Regions from separate parts of the Mus musculus genome. Here all the other regions are linked to region 1. The links are chromatin contacts, called in public ChIA-PET, HiChIP or PLAC-seq and promoter capture Hi-C maps. All regions are on one chromosome and are shown on one strand. The core of a region is the stretch at or near the end of the contact, and the rest is flanking DNA. Distances in the headings are between cores, read along the strand shown.

Region 1 (2,583 bases), core at 29-2,528:
CTAAATAAAACACCCTATGTAGTATTCACAAAAAGATAAAGAAAGCCAAAGTCAAAGCGGGTTAGCGATTGGCTTTGCAGTCATGAAAATTCCCTAAGGGGAAAAAAAAATTTGGGGGAGGGGGAATAACCTCTTAGATCAAATCTCACCAGTTCGCTTCTCTCAACTTCCCCATTTTTACATGTGTCTTGTGCCCAGAAAAGACACCTATGTTAGACTGACACTCTATCACCAGAGAAGAGAGACAGACTCTGAGGGCTGGTCCTTGTGAGCCGACAGGCTAAAAATACGCCGGCCCAGTAAACAAATCCCATTCCATCTCAACAGGAGCCACACCGTTAACCTAGTAATTATGAGAAGAGTGCGATCACACAGCCCCCAGCTTACTCATCATCAGCTTCTAAAGTTTCCATCAGCGCACAGAAACTTTTTTTTTCTGAAGTCCATAAGCCTGCCCTAGAATTTCTACACCTACACTCACCACAGTCTCTCTCTCCTCTCTCCTCTCTCCCCTCTCCCTCTCTCTCTCCTCCCTCCCTACCCCCCTTCCTCCATTACTGGACGCACCTCAGTTTGGCTATCGTTAAGAACAAACTTGGCTTTTCTTTTTTACTTTTATAGTGACTTTAAAAGAACTTTATCCTACTTGGGGGGGGGGGGCTGCATCTAGACCACCCTAAAACTCCGCCATCCGTCTCCCAAAGTCTAGCTGACAAGAGGGGACTATCCAAACTGCCCAGCACAGCTGGGGAAGGGACAGGAACCGCCGGCCAGGGCTGAGAGCGCAGGACGCAGGTGAAAGATTGGCGTGAAGGAGGAAGGTGGGGACCAAGCAGAGAGCGGGTGCTCAGGGGGAGATGGCTTCAGGTGAAGTCTCGTCAGAGAGAGTGAGCAGTGGAGCTCGACGACGCAGAGTTGGGGCGCTGGAGAGGCGGGAGGAGCGGGGAGGAGATGGGGAGGGTGTCAGGGCTGGGGTCTCCGTTACCCTCGCGACTCTCGGGGCAAGGCTCTAGGCCGGGGCGGAGCGCGGGGCCCGGCCGCCTCGCCTCATTCCTCGGCAGTGACCCCGGGGTCCAAGCGGCCCCTCCCCCGACGACGATGGAGGCGGAGGCGGACACTGCGACCGCGGCTGTTGCTCTCCACAGGAGATAGAGCTGGAGCCAAGCCGGGACTGACCGGAGCTGGCCTCTTCCCAATGGCTTTCCGCCGGCTCCTCCACACCGGGTCGCCACTCCGACTCCAGCGGCTGGTTCAGGATCGGTGGCTTTCGGCCGTCCGGCCGGAAACAAGCGCCCGTTTCCGGCCGGAGCGGGTTGGCGGTGACACCCTAGCCGCCCCCGGGCCTCCTCCCGCCCGGCGCGGCCGGCCCCGCCCCGTCCCGCCCCGCCCCTCCCCGCAGCAGCCCCGCCCTCGGGACCGCTTTGGGGCTGTGGCCGGTTTGGCGCTTGCCCGGCGCGTGACCCCGCGCGTTTTTGGCTCGCGTCCCCGAGCCCCCGGGCGGAGGCACTTTTGAGCGGGAGCTGGGAGCTCGGCATGGACTGTTAAGACTTTGGGGTCGCATCAGTTGGCGCCAGCCCTAAGGGAAGAAATGGAGACTGGCGGAGTAGCTTTCGAAAGGTGAGAAGGATAAAAATACTTGAGAAGGTTGAAATTCTAGTTACTCCACGCAATCCTGGACCAACCAGACTGAATTGAACATCGCTTCTTACAAACCAGCCCCACCCAGCTATGCATTCCCCTTGTTCCTTCACTCTTGACGTGAACGTACCCTTTGCTATATTCACTTGCATAACAATACTCCCTTAGTAACATCCCTGCCACAGTCAGTTTTTTAGTTAATGTTGTAAAAACACATTGTCAATGTGTTTTTACAACATTACAGCATAACTCAATGCCTTTACTTATTGAAGCCCTACTGTTGTAAAAGCACTGTATTCTGGAAGACTGGAAATAGAAAACGCAACAAGACATAAATCCCAAGCATCAGCAATCTAACAATTTAGTATTAATAGAATTCACTGAAATATTTTATATAAAGCAAAACAAACATATATGTCACGGAGGTTACAATGAGCTGTGCCTAGGAGCACACAAACAAGCCATCTCAGCCTTTCATGTTTGTAAAGGAATATGGACTGCTTCCAGAAGAACTACTTTATTGAAAACACAAAAATGGGCCCAGCTTATGCTATACTCTAACCAAATGAATCCTAAAATTTAACTCAGATCTCTAGAATCCACACATTCAAGGCAGTGTTTATTATCAAAATTATGTTCACTGGGTTTATGTAAAAGCATAATGCAGTTGGCTCTTCATTTTCCTCAGTATTCGCTGAGAATTTTGGTTTCTAATGGGGAAGGATAGAGCACAGAATTATCCAGACTAGGAACTGACACCTGAAACAGGAAACCCACTGGAAAAATACCCTTAAGTTTAGAGTTGAAAGTTTAGGGCTGAACCTAAGGCCACGTATACATGTCTCAGCCAAGCAAAGTAGCTGGTGCCTTTGGAAGATACCACAACTTACAATGCAACTTAGCAAGCCAGAGCTTAGAAGATCCAGGGAGTACCGATTGCAACTA
Region 2 (2,583 bases), core at 61-2,560, 880 kb after region 1:
GGTAGTGCGGGAGTTGGGGGTGGGGTGGGGTGGGGTGGGGGGGGGGGGAGGAGGAACAAAGCCAGAAAAGGAAGTACTAAGCTTTGGCTGTCACTCCTCTTCAAAGCAGCCAACGAATGGGCTGGGAACAAATAAAGCCTGAGCTGGCTAGCTGGGGAGGGTGGGATGCTGAATCCATGGCCCACTACTTCATCCCCACAGTAAAAAGGAAGCCAGGAGGGATCAGGGACAAAAGCGCAGAAAGCCACATCCTTGACAGGAGGGCCCCTCTCACTTCCACCAGAAACCCAGAACTTGAAATGACAAACCCTAAACCACCGTCATCGTCCCGGTGGGCCTTACACACTTCAGAGCTGTAGAGGGGCGAGCAGGAGAGAGGTGGGGAGGAAGGATGTACACAGGTAGTTCCCCGAGCCTGTGGTAGCCCCAAACCGGTTCTCCCGGTCCCGCTGCCTCCGGCCCCAAGGCCTCCCTCTCCAACCCGCTGTCTGACAAGCCTTCACAAGAAGCAAGAAGCAGCTGGAGAGAAAGAGACTTGAGAATCGTGTGGGCAAATTCTGGCTATAAGCCCGGGGATGCAGCTGGTCCCTGTGTGGAGACCCTCCAAACATAGCGGGCTGCTGAGGGACTCCCAAGAGAGGAATGGGCCCCATTTTCAAACAAGTTACAGATATTTGTCCGAGCACCAACCCTGCCCTAACCCCAGGGAAGGGCTGGGGATACTTAAAAGTTAACAGAAGGAGATCCTAATTTCTTCCCCTCCCCCAATATTCTCCGTCAGACTCCAGCTCCGTCCCCCACCCACTGCGACCCAGGATGGGAACTTCGATGAATTGTACTGGCTCTGTCAATGTTCTCCGTGGCTGCTTCACTCTGGCTTAGACCTTCCGGGGCCCAGCACCACTTCGGATTCTCTAGCACAGCAGATCTCTCAGGTTAGAGGGCCGGCGAGGAGCCCCTGTCGCTTCGCACCTTCCACCCGGCCCCACGCTGCAGTCGCCGCTTCCCTGCCTCTCCGTGGCTTGCGCCGCCCGCGCGTGTACTGTGATCGCGACCTCCCCGCTGCCCTGCCCTCCCCTCCCCGCCGCCCGCGCGCAGCCCGGCTCGCCCGGCGCTCTTACCTGCGGCTCCCCGGCGTCCCCACTGCGGGCGGGGGCTCCGCCACTCCGGGTCCCCTGGCTGCTTCTCGGCACGGCGGGGAGTTGAGGGCGGGCCGGCAGAGGTGGGGCTGGCGGAGGGCGGAAACGCCGGCGACGCGATTACGAAACCCAGGGGCTGAGAGCGGAGCGCAGCGCTCCGCCCAGCTTCGGGGCGCACGGCGTGGCCCGCGGGGACAGCGGCAAGCACCGCGCTCGGGGACAACCGCGGCACCCCAACTGTCTGTGCTAGTCTGTCCACCTGCTGCAGGCGCTGAGAGGACGATGCGCTGGGGCCCTTTCTGAGTCTCCCAAAGTCCCCTTTAGTCCTTACAGTGGGAAAGGAGGGCCATTCTGTTGTTTAACCGGAAGACTTTTTAACCCATACATCTAAGTTAGAGGACAATTAACTGCTCAGCCATGCGCTCCAGTCAGCACGAGGGTACTTGGAGAGGTGGGGGTGCGGTGCGAGCCGACGGAGAGGCTCTACGGTGGATAGCGTGTTCCGGAACCTATCCCTCGAATTAGCCGAGTCAGGCAGAGAGGGGGCGGGGAGTGCTTCCGCCCTTGCTAGGAGGGGCTGCATTGCAGGGGAGACCCAGCGGCAGATTCTGTCACAGACGAGGGAGAAGGCGTGAGGAGACAAAGCCGTCACATCCGCGACAGCTTCCTTCAGCAGCCTCCTCCTCTCCAGTCCAGAGCCGACCCCCGAGCCCCTGAGGCATCCCTTCCGTCTTCGGAACACCCTAGTCATTCATTGCTAACAGGTAACCAAGACGAGGGACCGCTTCTTAAGCTTGAAAGACCCCGTGTGAGACCGAGGTGGGGGGCAGTTTAAGAGGAGAGAAGGGGGCGCTATGAACAATGGGTTACTATTCGTTACCAGATTTTTTATCTGTTAAGATCTCCATCCATGCCTTACCATGGACCTAGGCATTCATTTCTAGCACTTTACCTGTAATCATCTCTCGGCATTTAGCTCTTCATTTCATGTATTCATTTTCCTATAATTTTTGCCCTGTGCATCTAATGGCTTCTGTCTAGTGTCTAGTTATCTATATCTTCCTTTTCAAGCTATAATTTCTGCTACCAGTTATTTGGTGAATCTTTATTCCTACTGTAATTATTGTAGCCTCTACTCCCTTGTATTTCTATCCCCCTCGATTTTCTGTCTCTTGTAGGGAGGTTTGGGGAGTAGGGTACTTTTTTTTTTTTTTAAACATGAGATGCTATTGAGAGTGATTGGAACCTTTAACAATCTCCTCCCTATCTCAGATTTTTGCTCCAAAGAGGCTTTAGGTGGGACAGGTGGGAGCCATTGTGGGATTGCCCGATGGCATGCTGCAATCAGTGTAGCTCACAGGAACTACTTATGACAGCAGATTTGTCTTTGCAGCTCCTCCTAGAAAAAGGGGAGGATTGTGGCTAATAGGAAAATCCTAGAGCA
Region 3 (2,583 bases), core at 23-2,522, 820 kb after region 1:
TCTTCAGGATTCCCGAGTCACCGAGCCTCCGGCGTGCGCTCCAGGCCGTGCCTACAAACTGGCTTTCAAAGGAAGTTTGTGGTTTTTCTTTTTCTTCTCTCTGTCCCTCTTTTCCCCCTGTCCGGACAAAGACAAATTAGCCAAGGACGCGGTCCCTAGAGGAGGAGGAGGAGGAGGGGCCTGCTCAGCTACCGAGGATTTCCATCAGGGCTGTCTGAGCCGGTCAGCAGCCCGGTGAGCCGCAGAAAGGAAGAGAGAAAAACAACAGACCCTTTCTCTTCCCTCCGCCTGCCGCTGGAAGGGACGGAGCGCGTGTGCCTCTCTGGTGAGAACCGGGAAAAGCAAGCGGCCTGGCAGAGCCCGGAGGAGCAGGGCGGGACAGCGGCTGTTGATTAGACCTCCCTGGATGCCCGCCGCAGCCCTCTGCTCTGGAGCCAAGAAAGCAGGGCGGAAGGGCGTTGTGTTTGCATATGTACTCGTTCAATAAGAAAGAAAATTCCCACTCCTGGTTTTCTGGAGCCCCTGAGCTCTTTCCCAAGGCTTCCCTTCTTCCCCGTATGCTTTTTTTGAAAGGCTAGGAATGAAACTGGTTCAGCTGTGTACCTGGTCGGGGGCGAGGAAGACGCTCTTCTGCCTCTTCTCACCTCCCCGAGAAGCAGGACGATCTGGGGATAGATTAAAAAATGAGGGAACATGTTATGATGAAGGGACATTTTCCCCCCAAGTAGTCTGCCCTGGGACACGCAAGTGGCAGTTAAGGGATGTTGGAACCCAGCCTTAGGTTCTGAAGGCTCCTCTAAACTCTATTGATGTGACGGCCAAAGGATAAGGCTTCAAGCAACTCGGAAAGCCGAGAGAACTGTTGCAACAGAGACCCAGGAAGCAAAGTCACGGTTGCAACAGCCCATGAATGAGGAGTATTTGCTCAGGCTGTAGAAGAAAGGCTATGAAGAAGGAGGAAGAGTTGGCACGACAGTAGGTTTTAAGAAAACAAGTCAAACATTATGGTAATGTTTTCCTATCGTGAACAAACACATTGATCACGATTTGTCAGTTTGGTAAAGGGGAGAATTTAAAAAAAAGAAAGAAAAAACACCTAACCAGGGAAGCTATTTTAATAAATAATATGTACAGCAATGTTGTAATTTAAAGTCCTAACCAAACCAGGCCTGTGAATCCAGTATTCAGGAAACTGAGGAGAAAGATTACAAATTCCAGACAGGTTGGGCTAGATAGAAAGAATTTGTATTTTAAAAAAAATTGAGAGATTAATTTACATCAATCTCGAACAGATTTTCGGTGTAATATATGGAAAGGTACTATACTTAGTCCTATCTGCAAGTTCAGATGCCATAAAGGCGAGTTATTGTGACACATACACAATTTGCATGTCATAGCCCTCCGAAAACTGCTCACTTGAGGACAAACACGAGCTGCTGGACTACATTTCCCAGGAGGCACCGCGATATACCATACTCCTCCTTGACGTCCCATGAGTCTTTGGGCTCAGAACCCAGCCTCTGCCGCTGGGGGGCGGGGCAACGCCGGACTCCCGGAGTGCCGGATTACGCACTTCCTCCTGGGGTTCGGAGGCCGAACCCTTTAGTGGCGGGTTCGAGTCCCGCCCCCTGACTCTCGGCTCTAGACCCTAGGTCTAGGGCGGGGTACATTCTGCCGGGTTACCTCTCCTGGCTGAGGGGCAACGGCACACCTCGGGCTTTACCATGGAGGACTACCTGCAGGACTGTCGAGCCGCTTTGCAGGTAACGGGTCCCAGTCCGTGACCGAAAGGAATGCAGCGTGGGGTCTGGGAAGGACGAAGGTGTGGGATCTGGGGAGCCCGGACGGTCGGTGTGGAGGGATCACAGAGATGGACGCGGGGGAGCTAGAGGACCAAGCCCTTCGGCCATAGGCGGGAGAGCCCGGAGAAAGGAGTCTCTTGGTTTGCTTGAGTCGGGTCCTTCGGCAGAACCTGTGCGGCGGCCGCCAGCCTCGCCCGGCGAGGTGTGTCTCTCCCTTCTCCCCGCCCCTCTCAGTTTCCCTCCCGCAAGCGGGCTTCAGCCCACTGGGTCCAGGTGAACCTCTGGGAGTGGAGGGCACTGGGTGCACCGCTTTATTGCCTCTGAATGGCGGTTTGCCTTTTTTTTTTTTCCCTCCTAGGTAGAGGCGGTCGTGGTGTTTTACTTTAAATCTTTGTTTTTATGCCAAATATACAGAATAATTCATCAGGCATATATGTTGACCCACAACTTACATTCCTTTGCTTCCAGTGTTCTCCTTTAGTGTTAATGCAGGCGCGTGCGCATACACACACACACACACACACACACACACACACACACACACGTAAAAATACCGCCTCCTTGGTAAGGGATAAACACAAAGTGTGTTTGGAATCTAAACCATAAGCACGGCCCTGAATTCTTTGTAGCTTATTTTTGGTGCTTCCTGAACCAGCTGGACTCGCCCAGCTGTGTTGACAGGCTGTGTGGCATTAGGTCGCTCTTCCCTTTAAAGGCTCCAAGTCACCTGGCCCCCTGCTGTAAGTTTCTCTGCCCCTGAAGAAACAGATAGGCATCTTCC
Region 4 (2,583 bases), core at 53-2,552, 790 kb after region 1:
CAAACACTATATAAGAATATGCCTTCCAGAGACAGGGAGAGGCCAGTAGGTTGAAGTAGCAGCGGCAAATGGGGTAGTGTTGAAAGGAACTGTACAATGTCAGTCTCCCTGTGGCCAGCGACAGAGAGAAACCTAGTCAGAGGCTCCAGTGAGAATAGAGGCACCAGAACTAGTTCACACACACAGCACACCACACCACACCCCTTAGAAATTAGGCACTATGTGGCCAGAAACAAGACCTAAGGAACGGAATATTTGACCTTAGGGGCCCCATCACAAATGCAAGACAGTCACCTTAGCTCTGGGATGGGAAGTGACCCCCTACCCCAGCTCTCACACAAACAGAAGTAATTTCTGGGGGAGGCCTTCCCTAACTCAGTTCTGGGGAAGACCGGCTCACTCCAGACCTCACAGCGCTTAGAACACCCTGACAGCTGAGGCTGGAAACTCGGATAAGTGAGATCTGGTTTGGATGCCAGGAGTGCAGCTTAGGCACAGGAATTCCCAAGCTCAGGCTAAAAAGAAATGCCACCCACCTGCAGGTAGCCAACTAACTTGAGGGCCTCTGGGCCTGTAATTAGCAAGTTACAACCCAGAGCTGGCCAAACACGCCCCATAACGGTATAGGAATGTGAGCCCTTTGGGGCCGGGACAGACACTAAAGAGTGTACTCCTTCCTGTTTCCCGTTAGGCACATGGACACTCTGACCTCCCTCTTGGGATGGGCACAAGGGGGTCAGAAACAGAGGCGGCAGCGGCGGCGGTAGCAGTAGCAGCAACAGCAGCAACAGCAGGGGCCGCCACCGTTCCTCCTCGGCCTCCACACTCAGGCCCCAGGACGCACGCGGGCCCGCAGGGGCTTCTAGCACCGAAGGTCCGCTACTGCTCCACTCCTAACAAAGGGGCGTCTGTACCATGGATCCTGAGCGAGCGCCCGGCCCCAGTCCCCCTACCTGTTGCCCCGCAGGCCTTCTCTGGTCCGAGGCCCCAGCCGGGCCCGGATCGCCCGCTCCAGCAGCGCTCGGCCCGCCCTCCGGCAGGCCGGCCGCCATGAGCCGGTGGAGGCCCCGCTCCCTCCGAGCTGCACCCTGAGCCCCCGCGCCCGTCACTGCCCCGCCACCCTCGCGGACCCGCGCACAGACTTACTCGGCGTCCGGTGCAGAGCTGCTCCGGCCCGGGCGCCGCTACTCCGTTTCCCACTTCTAGCGCCCGGCCGGTGCGCACTGACTGGGCCGGGTCCTCTCCTCCCCCTTCCGCTGCCCGCGGCTCCCTCCCTCCTTCCTCCTTTGCCCGCCGAGCCCCGGCGAGCCCAGGCCGAGCCCAGTAGCGGAGCTGAGTTGGGTGTGGGCCGCGGCCGGGCGGGGCCCGGTGCCCGGAACCCTGCGCTGCGCCTATGGAGCGGAGGAGCCCCGACGGGGCGGGTGGCACGTGCCCCGCAGGGCGCCTGGGTCTCTGAGTGGCGCGGTTGCGGCCCACCCGGACATTGGTCAGGGACCCCCTGGTGCTTGAGCCCAGAGCAGTTCAGAGCTGGCTGCCTCTGCCCAACCCCGCGGCCCTGGTGTGGTCGGCGACCTCAGCCCATGATTTACCCCCGGGTTGAATGCTACAATCCCATCGTCCGGCTTCACTGGGCATCAGAGGAAGGGTGCACGCGGAGAAAACCCTGCACAGATCCCGATGCTCCCTACGGTGAGATCCACAATGCCCCCTCCCCCAGCCCTGCTGTTTAGAGTCCTAACAGAGCTACTCAAACCTTTTGTAAAATGTACTCCAGGCTACACTATGGTTAGCCGTGATCAGTTTCGTATTAGAACCTGTTTTCCCTTAAATAGTCCCATAAAATCTATGCCTCAAGAAGAGAGCAGCAGGTTGGAGACATGGCTCAGCGGTTAAGAACACCGACTGCTGTTCTAGAGATACTGAGTTAAATTCCTAGCAACCACATGGTCACTCACAACTATCTGGGATCCCATGCACTCTTCTGGTGCGTCTGAAGACAGCCACATTGTACTCATATAAATTAATAAATAAGGGGACGGATGGGGGGGAGAGAGAGAGAGAAAGCGCCCAGCAGCCTTAACTCCCATCTCCCATACTCCCATTATGGACAGAACTTGACTAAGTTGTCAAGTGACCCTTAACCGGGAGAGTTAAGCTTAGCTTCTTCCATGTAAAAAATGCTTTAAAAACTATCCCCTGGGAAGTGGTGGCGCACTCCTTTAATCCCAGCACTTGGGAGGAAAAGGCAGGCGGATTTCTGAGTTCAAGGCCAGCCTGGTCTACAGAGTGAGTTCCAGGACAGCCAGGGCTACACAGAGAAACCCTGTCTCGAAAAACCAAAAAAAATACAAAACAAAACAAAACCAAAACCCTGCCTGGTGCAATTTCACATCTCATGCCCAAGCACAGTCCCAGCATTTGGGAGACTATGTTTTTTTTTAAACCTTCATAAAATAGTTTTGTTTTTTCTTTTTAAATTTATGTGTGTGAGTGTTTTGCCTGAATGTATGCATGTGTTCCACGAATGTCTGGTGGCCAACAAGGTCAGTGGAGGATATCAGATTCCCTGGAACTGGAGTTATA
Region 5 (2,583 bases), core at 42-2,541, 670 kb after region 1:
ATATTTTTTTTAAAGTTGATATTGACACATGAATTTGAAGCCAACCTGGGCTACATATAAGTTCTAGGACTCTCTCTCTCTCTCTCTCTCTCTCTCTCTTAAAAAAAAAGGCTGTTTCCAAAAATAATGGGAAAACAATACATTTCCCAGTGTTTCAGCTATTGTGTGTATGTATATACATACGTGTGTGTACCCTGTTACTGTAATATAGTACATTAACAAGATAAAATTTAAAAGTTCAATGTGAAATAGCAGAGACCAATATTACACAACCCTCCCTCCAAACTCTTCGATGATACAGACTTCTGGGAAATGATGGATTTACTTTGTTGGAAAATAACAAGGTAAATTAGCCCAACTAAAATGAAATACTTCCTAAGATGTAACTGAATACAGTAGAAAGGACTGAGAGGGAGACTGCAGTGATCCAAAGTCAACCGGGGGCTGGAATGAGACAAGACTCAAAATAAGATGAACGAGAGACAGAGACAGACAGACAAACAAGCAAGAGGACGTCCACAGACAAATGGCGCGGGACATTTTTCTGAAAGAACAGGAGTTGCTCCACCTCGACCTAACAAGATTTAAACCTGGGTTCTGGACTAAAGACCTGTCCTGAACTATTACCATTACCCAAACCTCTGCCTTCAGCAGCAAGACACTAATAACTACGCTAAAACCCTAAATTTCAAAGTATAGGAGTTACAAGAATCTGAGCAGATTCTCAAAGAACTAAGTTTTCCATTTAAATGTAAACCAAGTGTAGAATCAAGCAAGACTTTGCAAAACGTCAACGTGGCCCCGTCTATAGCCCAGTTTACGCTCGCAGTTACACCAAGTCAGTTTGCCCAGTTACTTACTAGGCATCAGGGGAACATCAGCTGGCAGAGGGTTAAAAGACCACAACACTCCCTAACACCGCAGGCAGAGTGGAGACGCTGGCCAAGCGCCACCACTACTCCAGAAGTTGGGGCACGGAGCCCCCAAACACCCGTCACCCGTTCCCCAGGTCCTCCGGGCAGGGCGCCTCCTCGACACCCCTCCCCCAACACCCGAACGCCACGGCCCTGCTGCTCTGCTCTGGCTCTCCGCACTTGTCAGTCCTTTCTGCCGCCTCACCTGGGTTAGCTGTAGTCGCCGCCATGGTCGAGATGGCACCGTCCCTGCGCCACCCTCGGTGGGAGGGGCAGCCGCCACCGAGCTGGGGGAGGGGAGGGAAGAGCCACTCCGCAGATTAGGCACCTTACCGCCGCCACCGCTACCGCGGAATCCAAGATGGCGGACGCCCACCCCCCTCCCCATCCTGGGCAGAAGACACGCCCCAAACTATGGGCGCGGTCAGTCTCCAGACAGCCTCCCTGGGAGAACTGGCCAATAGAAACAGTAAGTCGCCATAGAGGCCGGGCTAGTGACTCGGCCAGTGAGTCCGGTGACCCGAGGAGTGCTAGGAAGCCTGAGCTAGGAAGCCAACCAGCTGTTTCCCTAATCCGGCCTTCTCGGCGTCAGAGATTCATAACCAAATTGACGTCAGTGAAATGCAAAGAAAACGAGCATTTTACTAAAATGTTTTCTTTCTTAGTGGGCTCATCAGCATATGCTTCCTACAGACGATTTGTTATGCAAACCCTCTTTATAGGTTCTAACACAGGGATCACTAATCCATTCTAGGTTGTTTTTTCTTTATGAACTTTTGTCACTAGTAAAAGTCCGATAACTAATTCTTAAGAGTTGGCTCTGAAGCTGGTAGGAAAAAGCTGGGTGATTACGTGGTACCAAAGATGCCAACATTTGAAATGGAGACAACGAACAAAGAATTTTTATTAAACAAGTATTCCAGAACTCAGAATGCAAAGACCAGTCTGTACTACAAAATGAAACTAGTCCCTTTCTCTGCCCTCCAAAAGTGAGGTGTCCTATGTCACAAGTTTTTTTAAAATGACAAGGTAGTAAACACACAGACGTAATGTCTAATTATAAGAACTGAGCAATTCAGAACAGACAATGTCGACTCAAAACACTGTGAGATAAATTCTATAATTTTACAAATCAAGAACTACAAGCAGGGGCTGGAGAGATGGCTCAGCGGGTAAGAGCACTGACTGCTCTTTCAGAGGTCCTGCGTTCAAATCCCAGCAACCACATGGTGGCCCACAACCACCCCTAATGAGATCTAACGCCCTCGTCTGGTGTGTTTGAAGACAATTACAGTGTACTTATTTAGAATAATAAATAAATCTTTGGGCCAGAGAAAGCAGGAACTGAGTGAGCCGACCAACTGGAGTGGGCGAGGTTGATTGGAGCAAGCAGAGGTCCTAAAGTCAATACCCAATAACCACATGAAGGCTCACAGCCATCTGTACAGCTACAGTGTACTCATATACATAAAATAAATAAATAAATCTTAAAAATATATATTTAAAAAAAAAAAAGAACTACAAACAGATCCAGGCATAGTGATGCATGCCTTTAATCCTAGTACTCAGGAGGCAGAGACTGGCCAATTTCTCTGAGTTCAATGCCAGCCTGGTCTACATAGTGAGTTCTAAGACAGCAGGAGCTATATATAGAAAGACACTATCTCAA
Region 6 (2,583 bases), core at 38-2,537, 610 kb after region 1:
TGCCAGGACTAAAGGTGTGAGCCATGCCCAAGAATCCCTTCATTTGACTGTGAGACAGGCACACTTGGCTGTATATGGAAAACAAGGAATTGCAGGTGATTCTCACATAAAACAGACAGAAGTTCAGGAGGTGCCGGATCATCTGACTTAATCATTGTAACTCCCGTATGTTCCACCAACACTGCACACACTTTAGGCAACCGCAGTGCGTAGAAGTAACTGGGAAAGGCTCGGCAGCTCTTATGCCACCCCCACCCCACCCCCGTATCCCAGGTAAGGGTGCACATAAACAGAATAAGCACAGTGAGCGTGGTTACAGAGCCAGAGTTCTAGCTACAGTACACTTCAGGCTTTGTGCATAGTATTCTTCCTTGCCTACACCCAGATCTTGCCAGGAGAGGACAGGACCATTTTGATGGTATTTACGTTCACTGTATCTTCATTTGCCTTGTCCACTTTTTTCTTTCCACCTCCTCTCCTTTAGGCAGGAAACAGCTCTGATCATAACCAGATGTCACGGGTAAGTAGCTGTTCTTTTCTCTTTTCTTTTTTCCAAACAGCGACGTGGCTGCTTTACAGGGTGAAAGCCTCAGACACGAATGGAGGTGGAAGATGGAAGGACAGTATTCCGTAATGACCTAAGTTCACAGCTCACAGCTTTTCAGCATCTGCTCTGGCCCCATTAATTTCTTGTGTTGGCTTAATTGCAAGTTCTTAAGTTTAAAAACCATTTCCCACCAGCAGCACATCATATGACTTGTGCAACACTGACGACATTTCATCTACTCTTTGCAAAGCAACAGACTACCCAGCAGAGCACCAGTAACCGGGGTGTGACAGGCTTGCGGGTGGCTGTGAATTCTTCTTCTTCCCCAGGAGTTGGTTAACTCTTAAGTTAAACAGAACTCAGAAAGAGCCCACGCTTGAGACAGGCTTACAGAATCCTCTTCCTCTGATTATACCAACAGCCACATATTCATTCACATAGAAAATCCTAAAGATTTCCATACACATTTAGCTAGAAAATAAACTAAGGATTATGTTGTTATTCAGGGAACTTAAATTATTTGATCCCCAATTCATTATATCCTTTCTCTTCTTAAAATAAGGTTAATTGGTAGGAACAAGACGCTAAAAGATCCAGAAGTTAAAAATGTTACCTGCTGTTGAGAATCTGTTCGCTAGGCTCTTTTCGGATAGGAAGCGTGGCTACTGTGAGCGGAAGACTAAGGGTGCTAGATTTATTCGGTAAGGATTGCGGAAGTCAACTCCAGCAGTGGCTGGAAAATCTGGATAAGGGAGGGAGTCAGGGATAGGATGAAAAGGAGGAGGGGTTAGGGAGGAAGGACACACATTTGCACAATGTGTGTATACAGTATCATATGCCAGTGTGGATAGCTGCTAAGTGTTTAGTTTCATCTGACTGACTTTGGGGGGCAAAAATAAGATAGCACAATATTCAAATTGAGACTTTGGTGGGAGATTTAAGAACACAGCCCTAGTTGTCTCCATTCTTCCTCAAAATGTCTGACTGGCAATTTCCATCTTTTCAACTCATCTAGTTCTGACCCACCTCCTTACTCTGCACCATTTCCAACGTTGTGTCAGATCCTCTTCTGAGATGATGGGGGTGGAGTGAGGGAGAGGGGAGGAAAGGCTAGAAATGTAAGGCTCTAATTTAAACATTTAAAACCGTTTTGTGACTGTTTGCTATTAACTGCTTCTGGGCATGGAGTAGTTTTTCTAACCCATTATGGCTGTACATCAAGGGAGGAGCTGCCCACAAAGTCCAGGTGAGATGGTTCAAAAGTGGCCAGAAAGTCACGTGTGTGAGACAGTGCAGTAATCCCAGATATTCAGGAAGCTAAAGCAAAGCCATCACTGGCTATGGGCACACCTCTGTCCCCTCAACATACACACTGGATGGCAGGGGTGGATGGTTCTCTGTGAGGTCAATGCCACAACAGTCTACAGAGTGAGTCCAAAGTCAGCCAGAGCCATACAGTGAGACGTCTCTAAGTAAGAACTTACTTTCAAGGTCAACCTACTCTAGGCAATTTAGTGAGATCCTGTCTAAAAATAACAACGGCTGGGGCACCAGCCCAGGAATGGCACCATCCACAGTGAGCTGGGCTCTCTCCCATCAACCACTAAGAAATGCCCTACAGGGCCAGGGAGATGGCTCAGCAGTTAAAAGCACTGCCTATTCTTCCAGAGGTCCTAAGTTCAATTCCCAGCAACCACATGGTGGCTCAAAACCATCTGTAATGGGATCTGATACCCTCTTCTGGTGTGTCTGAAGACAGAGATAGTGTACTCATATACATAAACTTTACAAAAAGATTCTAGTTGCTTAAATGGAGGATAAAAGTAATTTACAAAAAGCTAAAAGAGGGTTGAGGAACATGACTCAGCGGTGGTGGGCTTTCCTAACATTATGAGGCCCAAGGATCAACACCCAACATGACAGTAAGGAAAGACAACTGACCCAATGTAGCACCTAATTATTTACAACACTTGAATCTACATTAATGGATACACGTGGGACTCTACTGCTAGACTCTCGGGTGGTAGAATGTCTGA
Region 7 (2,583 bases), core at 48-2,547, 580 kb after region 1:
AAAAATAATAAAAAAATTAAATCACCACAACATAGTGTGTGGGTGGGTGGGGTGGGGGGTGTATGGCAACACTACATAGCACCTCATTAATATGTATAGTTACTCTCCTCTCTTAAATTGGTTAAAATTTAATTTCAAAACTAAGCCAGGTACAATGGTGGATACCTATAGTCCCATCTTCAGAAGCCAACGCAGGAGGACTGTCAACAGGGAGTTCCAGGCCTGTCCAGGCAACACAGAGAAGGCTGGGGATGCAGCGCCACGTCTGACACTCGTCTAGTATGGGTGAGACCCTTGGCCTGAGCGTGAACACCAAAGTAATACAAACAACCAAGCAGCTCAACCTTCTCTCTCAAATAACCGTGCTCGCCTTCAGAGAAGCTAAAGGACAACCCAGCTCTTAGATTTGTACACCCTTGGGTTATTTTCCTTTTTCACATTTCTCCCCAACAAATCAAATATCTGTTTCAGAGGAGATACCCCAAACAGGCTTCTCACCAGGTGTGGTGGCCCACGCTTGTGATCCCAGCACTCAGGAGGCAGAGGTGAGGCAGGAGGAGCACTGTAAGTTTGAGGCCAGCCTGGTCTTCATATCGAGTTCTAAGGCCGCCAAATTTAAGAGGTGAGGCCCAGCCTCTAAAAAACACAGCTGATGCCCGCTCCGTTCCTATATTTAACAGAAATTCAGTAGTTGCCTGAAACTGGATTTATTATTATTGTTTTTGTTGTTGTTATTATTATTTTAGTTTTTTGAGATAGTGTTTCTCTGTGTATCCCTGGCTGTAGCTGGCCTCAAACTCAGAGATCTGCCTGCCTCTGCCTTCGGAGTGCTGGGATTAAAGGGGTGAAGCGCCACTCCTCGGCTGAAACTGAATTTTTTAAATGGTGTGAGCCTTCAGCTCATGCTTCACAGGAGCCCAGGTTTAAATCTCACCGCATCCACATACAACACAGTTATCACACAGTTAAGCCAACAAGAATCTCTCAAACAGACTCTCCCTAATCAGAAAAACAAGAGGCGAATGGGCGGCATGATTTTTGTTTTCAGCTTACTTCCTGAAAGCAAAGATTTAAAATCCCAGCGGCCTGACTGATGAAAAGATAGAGCATGTTTAAGGCCATATATGAAGAAAACAAAAGAAGCAGACAGTACATACATGGCAGCGTGGCCAGGAGCCCTCATGGTCATCCTGAAGTGTGGTGCTCACTCCAAAGATGTCCCTGGCAGCAGGAGGCTGCTTGAAATGACTCTAAAAAGAAATCGGAGCTTGTCACATGAAGCATCCACAATGAGGAAGTGAACTTTCATTTCGGTTTCATTTAAAGACTTATGAGAACAGCTGCCTCCGCCCTCTCCTTCTCACCTTGGGACAGTTTGTGTGTAATGAGCTGCCCAGAGGGCTCCATGGTAGAGGCCATCAATAGAATGACCTCAGCAGAGAACAGGACAAAGTTTTCCTCCAACCCTGTGTCATTTTGGTGGTCCATTTTATTCACATCGGTTCTGAGATGGAAACATTTAGTTATAAAGACATTTGGATCAGGCGCCTCAAATCTCAGGTTGCTACATGATTCCCTAGGAAGCCCTGTCTTATCCTTTAACACAAGTCATGTATGACTTATTGTGTCTAATACTCACTCATCAGTTCCTTTGTTTTAGTTCAAAGGATCTTAACACACACACACACACACACACACACACACACAGAGTTATACACATACACTTATACACACAGTTCTATCACATAGTTATCTCTCACAAACATACAATTATACACACATGGTTATCTCACATATTCACACACAGTTATACACATACATTCATCCATACATATGGTTATTATGCACATATTCACAGTTAATCTCACACATAGTTATACATATACAGCACAGTTATCACACAGTTATACCCACATGCACACATATACAGTTACACACACACTTACTCACACCAGGATATACACCCAACTGCCACTGTGGTCTTCTAGGCACAGCTGGGGTAAAATGAACTATTGGTTTTTAAACCTGAATCTTTATTAATCACCAATGAAAATGGGCATCTCTCCCATGTTTTTGACCACTGAGTTTTCTGAGGATTGCATTTTCAATTATTTTGCTCATGTTTCTAGTGTATTTATCGGTTTTCTTGGTGATCTGCAGGGCCTGTTTTTACTGTTCTGGCTAGCAGTCTCTGGTGGTGCCGTACACTCCGCCTGCCTTCTCACAGTTCTCCATTGGTTTTTTTCTTTGTTTGTTTGTTTGTTTTTACTTTGCTTATACTGATTTTTTTTTTTTACTGAAAATTTAAAATGCTGAAATAGAACATCTGGCCAGGTATAGTGCTAGTCTCAGGCCAGCCTGGGTTACATAAAACCTTGTCCTCAAAATACAAAACAAGAAGGCAGTGAGGTGAGGAACTCCTGTTTCAATAATCTCCTGGAACTGCCAACTTGTTTCATTTATGCTCCCATTTCCCAGATTATTTCGAAATAATTCCTAGATCTCATGTGTAATATGTTTCATATGAAAATGTTTCAAGTGTTTATCTATTTTTACAATTATTGTGTGTGTGTCGGGGGGGGG

Evidence for each region. Promoter capture Hi-C pulls out the DNA fragments that hold promoters and counts their contacts. ChIA-PET counts read pairs in DNA pulled down with a chosen protein or histone mark. HiChIP or PLAC-seq counts read pairs in DNA pulled down with a chosen protein or histone mark. Capture Hi-C pulls out chosen DNA fragments and counts their contacts.
Region 2: a contact with region 1 is called in a FOXA1 HiChIP or PLAC-seq map of pancreatic cancer cells. The contact joins the promoter of Mllt11 here to the promoter of Otud7b in region 1. A contact is called at or near these places in 1 of 39 promoter capture datasets (pre-B cells) and 2 of 115 datasets of contacts at active chromatin or transcription factors (kidney and pancreatic cancer cells).
Region 3: a contact with region 1 is called in a promoter capture Hi-C map of liver, with 2.8 times the contacts expected there. The contact joins the promoter of Prune1 here to the promoter of Otud7b in region 1. A contact is called at or near these places in 2 of 39 promoter capture datasets (liver and pre-B cells), 1 of 115 datasets of contacts at active chromatin or transcription factors (pancreatic cancer cells) and 2 of 9 other capture datasets (adipose tissue and liver).
Region 4: a promoter capture Hi-C map of liver shows a contact between it and region 1, with 2.4 times the contacts expected there. The contact joins the promoter of Cers2 here to the promoter of Otud7b in region 1. A contact is called at or near these places in 4 of 39 promoter capture datasets (the SN4741 cell line, liver and pre-B cells), 1 of 484 Hi-C or Micro-C datasets (B cells), 2 of 115 datasets of contacts at active chromatin or transcription factors (memory CD8 T cells and pancreatic cancer cells) and 1 of 9 other capture datasets (adipose tissue).
Region 5: a promoter capture Hi-C map of liver shows a contact between it and region 1, with 5 times the contacts expected there. The contact joins the promoter of Arnt here to the promoter of Otud7b in region 1. A contact is called at or near these places in 4 of 39 promoter capture datasets (frontonasal cranial neural crest, liver and pre-B cells) and 2 of 115 datasets of contacts at active chromatin or transcription factors (memory CD8 T cells and microglia).
Region 6: a contact with region 1 is called in a promoter capture Hi-C map of adipose tissue, with 2.3 times the contacts expected there. The contact joins the promoter of Ctsk here to the promoter of Otud7b in region 1. A contact is called at or near these places in 1 of 115 datasets of contacts at active chromatin or transcription factors (pancreatic cancer cells) and 2 of 9 other capture datasets (adipose tissue and pancreatic islet).
Region 7: an RNA polymerase II ChIA-PET map of memory CD8 T cells shows a contact between it and region 1, with 24 read pairs. The contact joins the promoter of Ctss here to the promoter of Otud7b in region 1. A contact is called at or near these places in 4 of 39 promoter capture datasets (cranial neural crest, maxillary cranial neural crest, neutrophils and 1 more) and 2 of 115 datasets of contacts at active chromatin or transcription factors (memory CD8 T cells and pancreatic cancer cells).

The regions. Positions count from the first base shown.
Region 1 is chr3:96,103,222-96,105,804 of GRCm38.p6, reverse strand. It overlaps Otud7b (OTU domain containing 7B), which reads right to left and starts at 1,278. Exons shown (of 12, transcript NM_001025614.1): 1 at 986-1,278. Gm30044 (a long non-coding RNA gene) reads left to right here and starts at 1,449. Exons shown (of 2, transcript XR_375856.2): 1 at 1,449-1,617.
Region 2 is chr3:95,227,404-95,229,986 of GRCm38.p6, reverse strand. It overlaps Mllt11 (myeloid/lymphoid or mixed-lineage leukemia; translocated to, 11), which reads left to right and starts at 1,310. Exons shown (of 2, transcript NM_019914.4): 1 at 1,310-1,903. It overlaps Cdc42se1 (CDC42 small effector 1), which reads right to left and starts at 1,563. Exons shown (of 5, transcript NM_172395.3): 1 at 1,122-1,563.
Region 3 is chr3:95,280,765-95,283,347 of GRCm38.p6, reverse strand. Prune1 (prune exopolyphosphatase) reads left to right here and starts at 1,272. Exons shown (of 8, transcript NM_173347.2): 1 at 1,272-1,763. The coding sequence starts at 1,725. Mindy1 (MINDY lysine 48 deubiquitinase 1) reads right to left here and starts at 413. Exons shown (of 10, transcript NM_199475.1): 1 at 1-413.
Region 4 is chr3:95,313,909-95,316,491 of GRCm38.p6, reverse strand. Cers2 (ceramide synthase 2) reads right to left here and starts at 1,302. Exons shown (of 11, transcript NM_029789.2): 1 at 1,147-1,302. Anxa9 (annexin A9) reads left to right here and starts at 1,312. Exons shown (of 14, transcript NM_001379545.1): 1 at 1,312-1,689. It overlaps LOC115489748, which reads left to right and starts at 696. Exons shown (of 2, transcript XM_030252979.1): 1 at 696-735; 2 at 928-1,748. The coding sequence starts at 696. The coding sequence ends at 1,730.
Region 5 is chr3:95,433,098-95,435,680 of GRCm38.p6, reverse strand. Arnt (aryl hydrocarbon receptor nuclear translocator) reads right to left here and starts at 1,291. Exons shown (of 22, transcript NM_001037737.2): 1 at 1,120-1,291. The coding sequence starts at 1,144.
Region 6 is chr3:95,497,914-95,500,496 of GRCm38.p6, reverse strand. It overlaps Ctsk (cathepsin K), which reads right to left and starts at 1,287. Exons shown (of 8, transcript NM_007802.4): 1 at 1,161-1,287.
Region 7 is chr3:95,525,500-95,528,082 of GRCm38.p6, reverse strand. Ctss (cathepsin S) reads right to left here and starts at 1,297. Exons shown (of 8, transcript NM_021281.3): 1 at 1,158-1,297. The coding sequence starts at 1,183.